Regions from separate parts of the Rattus norvegicus genome. Here region 1 is linked to region 2. The links are chromatin contacts, called in public Hi-C maps. All regions are on one chromosome and are shown on one strand. The core of a region is the stretch at or near the end of the contact, and the rest is flanking DNA. Distances in the headings are between cores, read along the strand shown. Region 1 overlaps LOC120093663 (a long non-coding RNA gene). Region 2 overlaps Nsmce2 (NSE2/MMS21 homolog, SMC5-SMC6 complex SUMO ligase).

What was found. Hi-C and Micro-C count contacts between places; a contact is called where the count stands out from the background.
Region 1: a Hi-C map of the A7r5 cell line shows a contact between it and region 2, with 4 times the contacts expected there. The contact joins two enhancer-like sites. A contact is called at or near these places in 3 of 12 Hi-C or Micro-C datasets (the A7r5 cell line, the Rat2 cell line and liver).

What each region holds. Positions count from the first base shown.
Region 1 is chr7:93,239,220-93,245,566 of GRCr8, reverse strand. LOC120093663 (a long non-coding RNA gene) reads right to left here. Exons shown (of 4, transcript XR_010053834.1): 4 at 1-4,519. Among named protein-coding and RNA genes, the nearest start is that of Trib1, 150 kb to the right of the region's middle. Within about 2 kb of position 3,301, at least 37 of the 93 cell types and tissues checked have an H3K27ac peak or open chromatin away from gene starts, as enhancers often do. A contact at or near this core is called in the A7r5 cell line, where this site is marked.
Region 2 is chr7:92,832,882-92,839,845 of GRCr8, reverse strand. All of the region lies in intron 2 of Nsmce2 (NSE2/MMS21 homolog, SMC5-SMC6 complex SUMO ligase), which reads right to left. Among named protein-coding and RNA genes, the nearest start is that of Nsmce2, 11 kb to the right of the region's middle. Within about 2 kb of position 5,630, at least 6 of the 93 cell types and tissues checked have an H3K27ac peak or open chromatin away from gene starts, as enhancers often do. A contact at or near this core is called in the A7r5 cell line, where this site is marked.

The DNA of each region.
Region 1 (6,347 bases), core at 2,052-4,551, 410 kb before region 2:
CTTCCAGGAAAGGGAGGAAAATGCCAAACAACTGATTGTCTTCTCCTACTCACAAATTTGATAAAAGAGGAAACCACCCTTCTACTACTAGGACCCAGGGAGTGGTCCCTACCCCAATCCCACAGCTTCTCCTGTGTACACAGTACAATCCAAAGCCACCTGAAGACTACCCACTACGAGAACTTGAAGGCCTTCTACAGCTTACCAGGTCTGCAAAGTCAAGGTCACCCTCCACAGTGAGATAATCAAAACCCCTCTGTCTAAGTCCCAGTTTTAGGTTCCCATGGCAAAACCAGATTACTTAGGTTCAAATCCTATCTGTGGAATGTTCTAGCCATGTAGCTTTGGACAGTTTAACTAACTTCTGCATAAGTTAGGGTTTGAGTGACAAATGCCCCACCTCCTCAGACATGTTTAAACAATTGGTTCTTGTTGGTGGCTCTGTTGGAAGAAGGTATGGAACTTTGGGGAGGTGGAGCCTAGCTGGAGGACATATGCCTCTGTTTATAGTCGGGCTCCACTTCCTGTCCCATCTCTGCTCCCTGGTACTCGGAGATGTAAGCAAACACCTTGGGAATTCTCCCACCACTATGCCTTCCCACCGTAAGGAACCCTCCAATTCTTATGCTGCTTCTTATTAAGTAATTCATCACAGTGACAAAAGTGAGTAACATGCTGTGCTTCAGTGTTATAAACCATAAGATGGGAACAATAACAGTATTTTCTTTATAGCATTGTTGCACAAATCAAACCAGCTGATATGCGTGAAGCAGTGAAGCATATATAATATTACATATTACAGAGAAGACTGTATTGCATTGCATTAAACTTTGGTTAACTTAATCATACACATCCCCCCATCCTACAGCACATCCGGCATGAGGTGACAAGCTTTCCTAAGGATCCACAGGGACAAGGCATCATTCCTGTCAGAAACCAGCTTGCAGACACAGGCCTTGAAGAGCAAGGAGGCACTCCCCATTGAAGTGGGGGGTGGGGAGTGGAGGAATCAGTCATGAGCACAGGATAATTGGTGCTTGAAAGAGTGGGATGTGTCTGTGCCAGGCCAGATGAGTGTTGCTAGAACCGGAAGTGGGAAGTGGGCCCTAGGAGGTGAGGTTGATAGAAGAGGGAGGCGAAATTTTAGAGAAATTGAAAACTCAACTGAGGGCCTAGAGAAAGGCACCACACCATGCTTGTCCTTGTAATGTAGAGGCTCCACATGTTCCTGCTCTCAGCAAACACAGAGCCAATGCTGGGTCCCAAATGCAAGGGGTGGTCAGAGAACTTACCTAGATAACTAAAGAAAGGAAGAGATGAAGATCCTGGGCTCTAGGCAACCCCTGTTGAGCATGGGCTGTGGGAGTGCTTTCCAGAAAGGAGGAGTGCAATGGGATGAGGAAGGGCTGAGGCCTTTGCTGTGGGAGGTGAAGGGAGGAAGTTCCGGTCTGTGAGAAGGCACAAGAGCATGAACCTGTAAGCATCTGGGAGATCTGCTAATGACCCAGCTGAGTAAAGGGTACACAGGTGCCAAGGAGGGGGAATGGAAACAGGGGAGGAGGTGAACAGAGGTGAGCAGAGATAGCACCAGGCCAAGGTCATCATCTGGGATGTAACGAGCTGAGTAGAAAAACTTGTAGGAGTAAAGTGATGTTAGAGGTGATCTTTTAGAAAGAACCCTGATGGTTCCCCTACCAGCAGAGACAAGAGTGTTGCTGGAAGAGGTTAGATGATTCTTGATAAGACATCATCCATGACAAAGGACAAGGTAGCCACAGTAGAAAGGAAGACAGGAAAGGGACAGCATGAGGGGAAGGCATGATGACCTGTGGACTGCCTGAGTTGATGGTGTCTGAAAAACAGAGATGCCCAGGAAGAAGGCAGGTCAACTCCAGTTGCTGGAAGAGAAGAAAATGGGCTACATTGCCACTGCCGTAAGAAAGAGTCTCTGGGATAAGGGTGTATAATCAGAGGAGGGCTCTAGCTTAGAGGCAGCCCACATTTATGATGTTGGGAACCTCAGAAGGGATGAGGAGGAAAGTCAAGGAAGGAGGCTGCCCCCTAGGTAGTTTCGTTCCTCTGCCAAAGGCTCAGCCCCTGACAGGAAGCCCCTCACAGCTTCACTTTCTAGAAGTTTGTTCCTTCGTTTTTATTTCCACGGTACCAGGAATTGAACCCAGGGCCTTGTACATGCTAGGTAAGCATTCTACCACCAAGCTACTTTCCCTAGCCTCAAATTTCTGGAGTCTAGTAAACAGTCAGTCTTCAGGCCCAAAGCTACTGATGGTTCCGTGGTGTTAGTCCCACCTTGTGGAACTTCCACACTCTGTAAACATTGCTTCCATTAAAGTCTCTTTGTTGTAAAGATGGAGGAGAGATGGATAGATGGAAGGTAAATAGTTAGGGAGATAGAACAGATAAAGTCACAATGGAAATGGGAAAAAGACAGCTAGAGAGGCAGGAAAAGAACAGGAGTCAAGAGAAAAGTGAACTTCAAATCAAGTGGACATTCCCTTTAGTTTAAAGGGGAGCTTTGGATTTACCATAAGAAGGTCAATGATGACCTCAATGAAAGTAGGTTCATACTGTGTGGGAATCTGTTGGTAGAGATCAAAGAATGAGGGGGAGTTAGAGAAGTGAGATGCTTGTTTTATCCCCTGATTTCTGCCTACAATTCTGTTCAAATGTGGCCTCCTTCACAAGCTTTCTTTGAACCTCTCTCTTCCTGAACATCCAGTGGGCTGTGTGCCCATCCCAGCTCCCAGCCCCAGATACACACACACACACACACACACACACACACACACACACACACACACACTTGTAGAATTTTGTAAAGAATACAGTTATAGAAGGTACACTGGGCTTGAGGCTCACCCATCTTCTCTACTTCCTGGGAAGAAATCAAATATTGTCTGACTTGGCCAGAAACAGGCTCTAGGATGCCCGGCCCAGTCCCCTTGTCCCCACAAGAAGGAGGAGTATCTTCCCAGCTGCCATTTATCTATGTCCTCATAAAAGAAACAGCACACCCTACAAGTTTCTTTGTCTAGGAAAATTGTAGGGGCATCCCATTTTCCTATGACTTGGTAGCCACAAGCATCTCCCCTCTCCTTCTCTGGGCCTATCAAAGCCCCAAGGCACCTGTCACAAGAACATCCAATCTGTCTCTTGGTTTTAATAAAGAGCCCGGCTATTTCTACCCAGCTACCTTGGGTGTCACTACCTAGATCTGTCACTCCAGGGTGAGTCAGTTCAGCCTTGACCACACAGCACACACAGCACCAGCCAAGGAGGCATCACCCACACAGAGAAGAACTATTTATAACCAGCCACAAAGCTGAGAACTTCCGGAGCTGGGCTGGCACAGTACTCATGTCGACTCGGTCAGTCTCATAACAACCTGAGAGGCTGTGTTTTCTGATCCCAGTTTCTAAAACAGGAACCTGGAAAAGATTTGTGCTTGAAATAATTTGATATCTTCAGATCCAAATATCTCTTCTTGGCACTCATGAGGGAATGAGCCAGGAAGGAGAAGGCAGCTAATACTTTTGCTAGGTGTGTGATGGGTGGCAGGGGCAGAAGTATTCTCTTACGCAGTTCTCACAGCAACAACTCAAAAGAGCTCTACTTTATGGACAGTCCTTCTAAACTCCGAAGGACCCCGTCTTTCCAAATAATGGTAGAACACAGGGCTATATGGTTTAGACTCAAGCATCCCAGTGGCAGGCAAGTCCTTTCTCTCTTCTATTGAATCTCCTTAATAATTCATGACTCAAACTAAGGCTTGGGCAGATTAGAATGTCCTGATTAAGGCTCGTCTATAAGTGTGACCTCTGGGGGTCTGGGCAGACAAGTACATTGGAATGAAGAAGGGGGGGGGGGTCTTATGATGGTCCCATCCCCAGGCTCAGGGGCTGAGTTCTGTGCTTTATATGGAGAGTAAAGTGGGGGTCAATGATGCTGCCGTCTGCTCTGTGTCTTCCTTGCTTCACTCAGTCCTGGATTGGTTTCCAAACCACCCAAAAAATGGCTGGGCTTCTTAGAAAATGAGTCAGTCACAGTGCATGGAAAAGAAGCTGTTTGTCTTGTTTTCTGGGCCCAAGTAGAGGTCGCTCTTGCACAATCCTGCAGGTCTCCCAGGTTTAGAGACGTCGGGGCCTGTGTGCTCTTCCTGGTCAGTTATTATACTGATCATCTGTGTGGGGCCATCACTCCAGGCTCAGCTGGCAAAGACAATGTATAGCTCTGCTTGGGATCCTCAGGAGTACTCTGTGATGGTTTATATATGCTTGGCCCAGGGAAGGGCACTACTAGGAGGTGTGGCCTTGTTGGAGTAGGTGTGGCCTTGTTGGAGAAAATGTGTCACTGTAGGTGTGGGTTTTGAGACCCTTCTCCTAGCCACATGGGAGTCAGTTTCTCTTGTTTGACAAGATACAGAACTCTCAGCTTCTCCTGCGCCATGCCAGCCTGGACACTGCCATGCTTCCTGCCATGATAATGGACTGAACCTCTGAACCTGTAAGCCAGCACAAATAAAATGTTATCCTCTGTAAGAGATGCCTTGATCATGATGTCTTTTCACAGCAGTAAAATCCTAACTAAAACAGACCCTATCTCTCACCTGTGGTGACAGTAGGCCATACCTTGGTGTCTTTGACACTGGCATATACAACTCCCTTTCCTAACCAAATACTATGAGTGGCCTGTTCCCAGGAAAGGAATGGGAATGGTATCTGCTTTACTGCAAGGACTATCTAGACAGCCACTCCAGTGAGAATCTGAAGAAACCCAACTACGTCCTGTCAGCCGCTGTACAAGCAACTGGAGTAATGAGGGTAGAAAACTGAGTTAAATGAACGTGGGTTCAAATTCTGGTACCAACAGATTGCTATGCAACTAAGAGCTTTTGCCTGCCTGGCCTCATCTATGAAATAGATGGCTTCCTCAAAGGTCAAACACAGACATGATGAGGTCTTTGAGGATTGTGTGAACACTGAAGACAATTGTGTATGAGAAGATGCCCCAATTTATGTTCGGCCCCCGTACCCCACTTTCCTGTGGCCTCTTCCATATGTGAGGTCATAGGCCTCATACACACAGACTCAGCAGCTGCAGGACCCCTAACTCCCATATTCATGTGGATATGGACCTTTCAAGATTCTGCCATTAGCCATTTACTGCTCTCAAGCATGGGACAGATTCCTCACATTCTTTCCCCAGATAATGCACCACCTCTGAGGAAAAAAAAAATGTTACCAGTTCATATCTCATACTCTCTATGTGGACTCTAGGGCTGGTCCTCAGTTGCCCAGCAAGGACCTGACAGGGTTTGGCCTGCACTCAAGTTCTAATCCTAAACTCCATCTGCGTCATTGATTCTGGGCCTTCATGGAACCCTTTCAAGGGCTGTTGGTTTCCAGAAAGAAGGCTCGGCTGGCTCCCACATTTTCACAGAAATTCCTTGGGGTCTCTCAGATATTGGCAGCAGCTGAAAATGGTAATAAACTTTTATTTCCTGCCCTAATTCTTCATAAAGTTGAAATATAAAATTACCAAAAGATAGAGGAACACCTCTTGAGACCCCACTGGACGTTTTTCATGGAGGCTTCCAGATTCTTCCATCTACCAGATCTGTACTTCCAATTCGGAACGTCTGTACTGAGGACACCTGCCCCACTCTTTCCCCCAGAAGAAGCAGTAAGGTGAAGCTCAGATGTGACAGCTTAATTGGATCACAGAGACACTGGAGGCCAGGTGACTGACTTCTCTCTACCAGCCTTCATGGGTCACCTAGCTACAGTGTGAACTCAATTGTTTTCCCTAAAGAAAACACTGGTCATTGTACTCAAGGGCATTTACTGTCCCTTCCCTGGACCTTAAAACCAAAGACATAATGACTTTTATAGTTTTTTTATATTCAGCCACACATTCAGTTTGACCAACATTAAGCCCCTCTGATATAAGAACCATCAGAGAAACCTTTCTGGCAAGTCAGGTGCCTTGAACCCAACCCAGGTGCAGTGACCAAAATTTCCAGGGGTCTTCCAGGAAAGTCTCCTGCAAAGAAGGACCATTCTGATTTGGAGCTAAAACTAGGAACCACCAAGTCAAAAGTTAATCACTAGAAATTAATACCTAGGACCTACTTAGTACCAAGAGAGTTACCACATTTAACCTCTCCACAAGCCAGCAAAGTGAGTTTTCTTAGTTCTATTGGGATAAGGAGGTAGGGAAAGACTATGCTTGCAAAGGTTAAAGGTCTTCCTTCCTGATCCCCACAGATGTTGTGAGGCAGAATTCGGGGTTTTTCTTTCCTACATTAAAGCCCAGCCACTTGTTCCCAT
Region 2 (6,964 bases), core at 4,381-6,880:
CCAGAACTGCTAAAGAGTTGCAGATCTAGCTGATTTGGCCATCTTTTATTTCTTACCTTTCACTGTCACAGAGAAGTGAAATAGCCTATGTGCCTTTTGTCATCTCATAAAGTGTTGTATGTGGCTAATAAGAATAAGCAGTGTAGCCAGCTAGTCTGGAGTCCAGTGTACTTGTAGGATTTTGATTTCACTGCCCACGCTGTGCCAAAAGAACTCTTTAGGAGCTTCCATATTTATGACATGTGAAAGTAATATTTTAGTTTTATGTACTTTACAATTTTATTTATTTGTGAATATAGATGTTCTGACTGCATGTATGTCTGTGGACATACTATGAACATGTCTAGTGTCTGGTATAGAAGCAGGTATGGTATCACCTGGGTTCTGGGAATTGAACCTAGGTCTTCTGAAAAAGCAACCAATCCTCTTAACCACAGAGCTATCAGCTATCTCTCTGGCCTTGGAAAATAGTTTCAGATACACTAACTAGGTTAAATAAAACATTACAAATCTCTCCCTCCTCCATACTTTATGAAAGAGAGACAGTAGAAAATTTCAAATTACACATGTGGCAAACAGTACAGTTTTATCAGACTGCACTTCTGCATATAAGTAATGGTACAGAAATATACAGCATGAATACGTAACTTCATCTGTGACTACAGAAACAGGGAAAGAACAGTTTGCATAATGATCTCTAGAAGAATCAAACTGCTTTCAACTGTTATGTGTCATCCTCATAAAAGCTCCTTTCCTCTGACCACAAGACATTAAAATTTTATGTCATTAAAAGAGGACTATAGTGTTTCACCAAAGGCTCCTAATGTTTTTCTACTTCTGCCTCCGTTGTCATCTCTGCATAGCATTCAGCAAGCATCAGTCCTTGCCAATGGCCAGAGACACGATGTGATGCTGGCCTGGCTTTTTAATCTGACTGAGAGACTCTTAGCTAGCTTTTTCTGTTTTAGTCCTTTTCATCCCCAGTTTGATCACTGAAATCTAATAGAAGGCTCAGCTCCAATGGCCAAGAAAAATTAGAAATAAAACAAAAGAATCGGGGTTGGGGATTTAGCTCAGTGGTAGAGTGCTTGCCTAGGAATCGCAAGGCCCTGGGTTCGGTCCCCAACTCCGAAAAAAAGAACCAAAAAAAAAAAAAAAAAAAAAAGAATCGATAGCAAAGGCACTGTCAAAGGCCTAGAAAAATCTAAACAGTATTTAGGCACTATACATAATCTGTTTTTTAAAAAAAAACAGAAACTTACACCAAAATGAGAAATGCTAATGTGAACAGGAGGGTTTAGCACACAGAACAGGGCAAGCCAAGTAACTTTACACATAACCACCATGCAAAAACGATGCTGGCTCTTACAGTTAGGCCAGTACAGTGGGTAGAAGAACATCTGGAGGTGTTGAGACATCTGGAAATGTATGGAGTGAAAGAGACTCCAAGGTAAGAAAGAGGCGGGGAGGCAAAGAGCAATCTAAAACAGTTTTCCAAGAGCCCTTTAGAAGGGAACTGCTCAACGTTGTATCTAGAGATGCCAACAGGCAGTGTTTTTCACACCTTTAACCTTCTACACTGTTCCAAATGGAACTGGAGAAAGGACAAAATTATGAATATGTATGTGAACAAATATTTTAAAGTGATTATAGAAGTTAACAAATCAAAACGCACTAGTTGAGAAAAAAATGCCACTTGTTTTATGATTCACATGAGATGTACATTTGTTTTCATATATTTTAAAAGAATCACATTTTTAAAGATTTCTTTTTTGGTGTTTTATATGTGTGGCATAAAACATTTGTTTGTTTCTATGTATATGCAAAACCTGTGTGCCTGGTGCTCTTGGGGGCCAGAAGAAGGCATGGGGTCCCCTAGCCCTGGCAGAGGTTGTAGGGCAGCCAGTCCTCTAAGTGGTGAGCCATTTCTCCTGCTTCTGCATTTCTGGTTTGTAACAAGTCCTGCAGCAATTCCTGAGAAATCGAATGGCACAACTCAAGTAATTGAAGAGGAAGTCGTGGAGACAGAAGCAGTGTGAAAGACTACAGTGTCAATTTTCCTACAGCTTCCCTGCCTTGACAGAACCAAAGCATCTTTATTTGTATGTATCTGGAACAGAACGGGCTCCAGAGTGTTAAGTTCTAAGACTATGATTAATCTTTTATATAACCTAAACTCTGACCAAGACCTAGGTCAACTGGGCAGACGACTACGCTCTAAAAAGTGTTCTGATGCCATCTAGTGGCAGGTCTCCTACAGCAAGGGCCATGGTGGTCCCTAGACCAAGAGCATTAGCAGCACCTGGAAATTTGGAAATGCCAATTCCGGCTATTCAGAATTACTGAAACTATGGAGATAAATGAAAGTGATCTATTTTCACGAGGTCTCTCAGTAGTTCGGATGCACCCTCAAGTTAGAGACTTCTGCTACAGACAGTCCTTAAGTCTCTAGAGTTATTTTTATACACCAACAAATGAGTTCATTTTTAAACTGTAAACAGTAACTCATTTTTCATTATGAATCCAAATAAATCTTATTAAGGAACAACCTTAAAAGCCTTAAAAGCCATCTACAAATCCAATGTGGTAGTTAGTGCATGGGAGGCGGGGGCAGAAGCAGGAAGATCTCAGTTCAAGGCCAGCCTGGTTTACAGTGAGTTCCAGGAGAGCTAGAGCTAGTGTCTCTGTCTCTGTCTCTGTCTCTCTCTCTCTCTCACACACACACACACACACACACGTGCACACATGCAGCGCACATGCACACACATGCACACACACACGTGCACACATGTACACGCACATACACACACACATATACATGCACACACACACACGCACACACAAAGCCATCCACCACCATATATCTAGAATTCAACACCTAGTATGCATTATATAGGTTCCAAACTCTAATGAACACCAGAGGGCTTTGTCTCCAGAAAATCCATCTTACGGGATTTGCACCATTAAAATAACCAACCAAACTACAACAGAAATCATTCAAATCAAAGAGCTACTTAGAACAAAACCAAACCATTACCGGCTCTCAGTATGAAAGGATATATGACACATTGTTGTGGCTAAAAACAGAAGGAACAAGGGCCGGAGAGATGGCTCAGAGGTTAAGAACACTGGCTATTCTTCCAGAGGTCCTGAGTTCAATCCCCATCCGTGATGGTTTGTATATGCTTGGCCCAGGGAGAGGCACTATTTGGAGGTGTGGCCTTGTTGGAGTAGGTGTGTCACTGTGGGTGTGAACTATAAAACCCTCATCCTAGCTGCCTGGAAGCCAGTATTCAGATGGAGATGTAGAACTCTCAGCTCCTCCCGCACCGTGCTGCAAAGTTCCTGCTTTGATGATGATGGACTGAACCTCTGAACCTGTAAGTCAGCCCCAATTAAATGTTGTTCTGATACGAGTTGCCCTGGTTATGGTGTCTGTTCACAGCAGTAAAATCCTAAGACAGACATCATCTATAATGAAATCTGGTACCCTCTTCTCGCAAGCTGGCAAACATGAGGGCAGAACATTATATACATAATAAATAAATCTTCACAATTTAAAACAAAACAAACAAATGGAGAAGCTGGTTTCCTTAAATATCAACTTAGAAAACATCAAGGCTCAGTAAAACAAGTACACAGTGTACTTCAATGATTCCACTGCTTCGATTCAGCTTGGAACAATACAAGAGTGTCACTTGTGGAGGGGAATAACTGTGAAGAGCTATGTGGCTTATGGCCCATGCTTCAAATACAAGAGGACCTCACAGACTTGCTTTCTACTTTGTTTCTATTTGGACCTATCAATGTATAAACTCAGACATGCAAGAAACAGCTAGTTAAATCTAACACTGTAAGATCTGCCCATACTGCTATTTCGAACAGCTTTTCTCTTTTCCTTTTCAAACCTTCTCTTAGCAATCTTTAACAACGCCCCCCATTGTCACTTGTCCTTACAAGGCTCATGAAGGCTCTATGCTGTATAGTGTATGGTCATCTGCCATCTCTGCTAGCTCAAACACTTTAGTAACATTCATCAGCCATTATGCCCATCAAAAAATTACATTTGACTTAGGTTTTCTCATTTTATACCTAAAATAATACAAACTCCATAAACTGGTTAAGAAGTATAGAAAATACACCAGATTATGCTTGGCATATTACTAACAGCAGTGCTACCATTTGGATAATCAATGCCCCCCAAAGGCTGTTTGTTGTATTTTAGATGGGTGCACTTGGGAGGCCTCATTGGTAGGTGTGGATGGAACCTTTGAGAGGAAGGGCTTTGTGGGAAGTGCTTAGGCTGCTAGTGGGAATTGAGATGCTGACCCTTTCCTCCTCTCTTGTTTGCTGGCAGGGACTGCAAGTTCCTGCCACAATGTGCTGCTTACTGAAGATCCCAAGAGATCGCAGACTGGAACCCCCAAACAATGAAAAGCCTTTAATTTAATGATCTCAGGTATTCTGTAATGGTGTCACAAAGCTGACTGACTCACTTGTTGAGGGTTACTGCTGTCCACAACTACTACAAGGTTAAAAGGGGGGGGAGGGGTATGAGTTAGTGACAGGTAATTGGGTTCGAATTCAAATTCTCGTTCTGCATCCTAGGCTTAACTTATTTTAACTTAGTGAGAATCATTTTCATGCCAACAGATTGAGGAGAAGGCTGTTTATTTCACTCAGTAATGGTCACTACCTAAACCTTTTCCTTTGGCAGGATGGGCCTACCTTATCTATGGTAGCTCCCTATGCTTCTCTTCGGACAGAAGCTTTTAGAATGGTTGCACCAGGAGGTTTACCCCAGGTCAGGATTAAGAAAGATGCTAATGGCAATGACACATAAACATACACCTCACACACTTTTAAGACATACACCACAGTGCAGGGAAATTCCACCAGCAAAGGAAGTAGGCAATACTAATACTACACCAAACACTAGCTTTTGGGTCTTCTGCTGAACTTGGATAAAAAGTTGCTACAGAATGTCCAACAATGAGGATAACTGCTCAAGGGCCAGCTTCCTCGGGAGAAGTTTGCTAACAAAGGTGAAGCCACTTCTCCAACCACGGCTTTTAGATTCCAATACCCAAAATGCCTTAAATGCTTGACTGACTCAGTCACTCAATAAGCATTTCCAGAAAACCTAAAACACAGAAGTCCAGGGCCAGGCTCTGAGGCAGGAAGCACATGCCTCTACAAGAATCCTATCTTCTCAGAACAATACAGGTCAGCTACAGAACTGAGACCCTCTGAATACAAGGAAAGGCAGAACAACAAGAGCTCAAGTAATTGTTTACCTAAGGAAGCCTGAATATTGCCTGTACTGTCTGATTTCCAAAATCCCAAAGTTCATTAATATGTGGACACATGCATGTAGGTATGAATGTATACATGTACTGCATCCTAGGCAGCAGTGACACACTTGTCTTTATGGAGGAAGAGCTATCCATGCACATCCATGTTGTTATCTTGATTAAACTTTTACAATCGCTTCAGAAATAATTATCATTTTGTCCTTTTACTAGGCAGCTGCATTTGGAGAAAATTTAGACTGTTAAGAGGTATGCATTTTCCTATTGGCTGCCTTAGTCAGAAATGACAACTAGAAGCCAGCAGAGGGCAGTACCACACAGAGTACAAATTACAATGCCCAACTTTTAAAAGTGTCTATGCCAGCTCCTAAAGGAAAAATGGCTCGCATGTGCTCGCTCTCACTTGTGCGCTTGCGCTCTCTCTCTCTCTCTCTCTCTCTCTCTCTCTCTCTCTCTCTCTCTCTCTCGTGTGTGTGTGTGTGTGTGTGTGTGTGTGTGTGTGTGTGTGTATAAATAAAGTACAGGGATCTGGCATAGATATAAATATGATGAAGGAGTGAGACAACTAGAAGAAAATTTGTGTTACACAATGACTGAGACAACTTATAAAAGAACTCATTTAACTGGGGCTTGCTTACAGTTTCAGTGGCTTAGTCAGTCCATGGTCCTCATGGTGGAGAGTGTGGTGATACACAGGCAGACACAGTAGCTGGGAGATCTACATTATATTTGAAGGCAGCAGGAAAGAGCCACCGGGCCTGGCCTGGGCTCTCCTCAGAGAGTACCCCCAGTGTGGTACTTCCTCCAACAAAGCCTATTCTAACAAGGCCACACCTCCTAATCCTTTCAAACAGTGCCATTCCCTGAAGACCAAGCATTCAAATCTGTGAGCCTAAGGGCAACATTCTAATTCAAACCACCACACAGGTCATATCAACAGTAGAAGGTGGGGGAACACAGACAATAACCATGGAGCTTAGCTGGGACAGACAGACACAGACTGTAATCTGAGGGTTAAAAATACACCAGGCAAAACAATTAAGAGCACATTTTCAGAAAAAACTGTGTTTGGGGGCTAGAGAAGTAGCATGTTGTAATAATATAAAAATAAAAAAGTATCGGTGTCTTTTACCCCACTGGGTCTACACCTCGGTGCCCCAAGGTATCTTGGCGGAAACACATCCCAGCCGCACACTTTCCTACACTCAAACCCTCACATAAAAGAACACACAACACAATAATCTTAGATCCAATTGGTAAGATATAATTGCCCACTTACACATACAATGCCCGGTACTATCCATCCCTTGAGAACATTAATAACAACCTGTAAATACACAGAGCAGAATCTTAACATCACCTGCCATCTTGTCCTGCCACGACTTCTCCCCTCTCTCCTTCTCTGTCCTGTCTCTCCTCCTCCCTCTAGTCTCCTCCTCTTCCTTCAAACTTCTCTCCCGCCCATCCTTCCTTCTCCAATGACAGGCTTCCTTCTATCCTGCACCTGCCCCTCACCAGTACTTTACAAATTCAATGGAGAGGTGGTTCTGGTGAAGTCACCTGAGTTCTGAGTCCTAGACTAGGCAGCTGTCCTTGGGGCAGTGGAATTAGCATCAAAATACAGTAACTTCAGGGCAAACCACAACAATAGC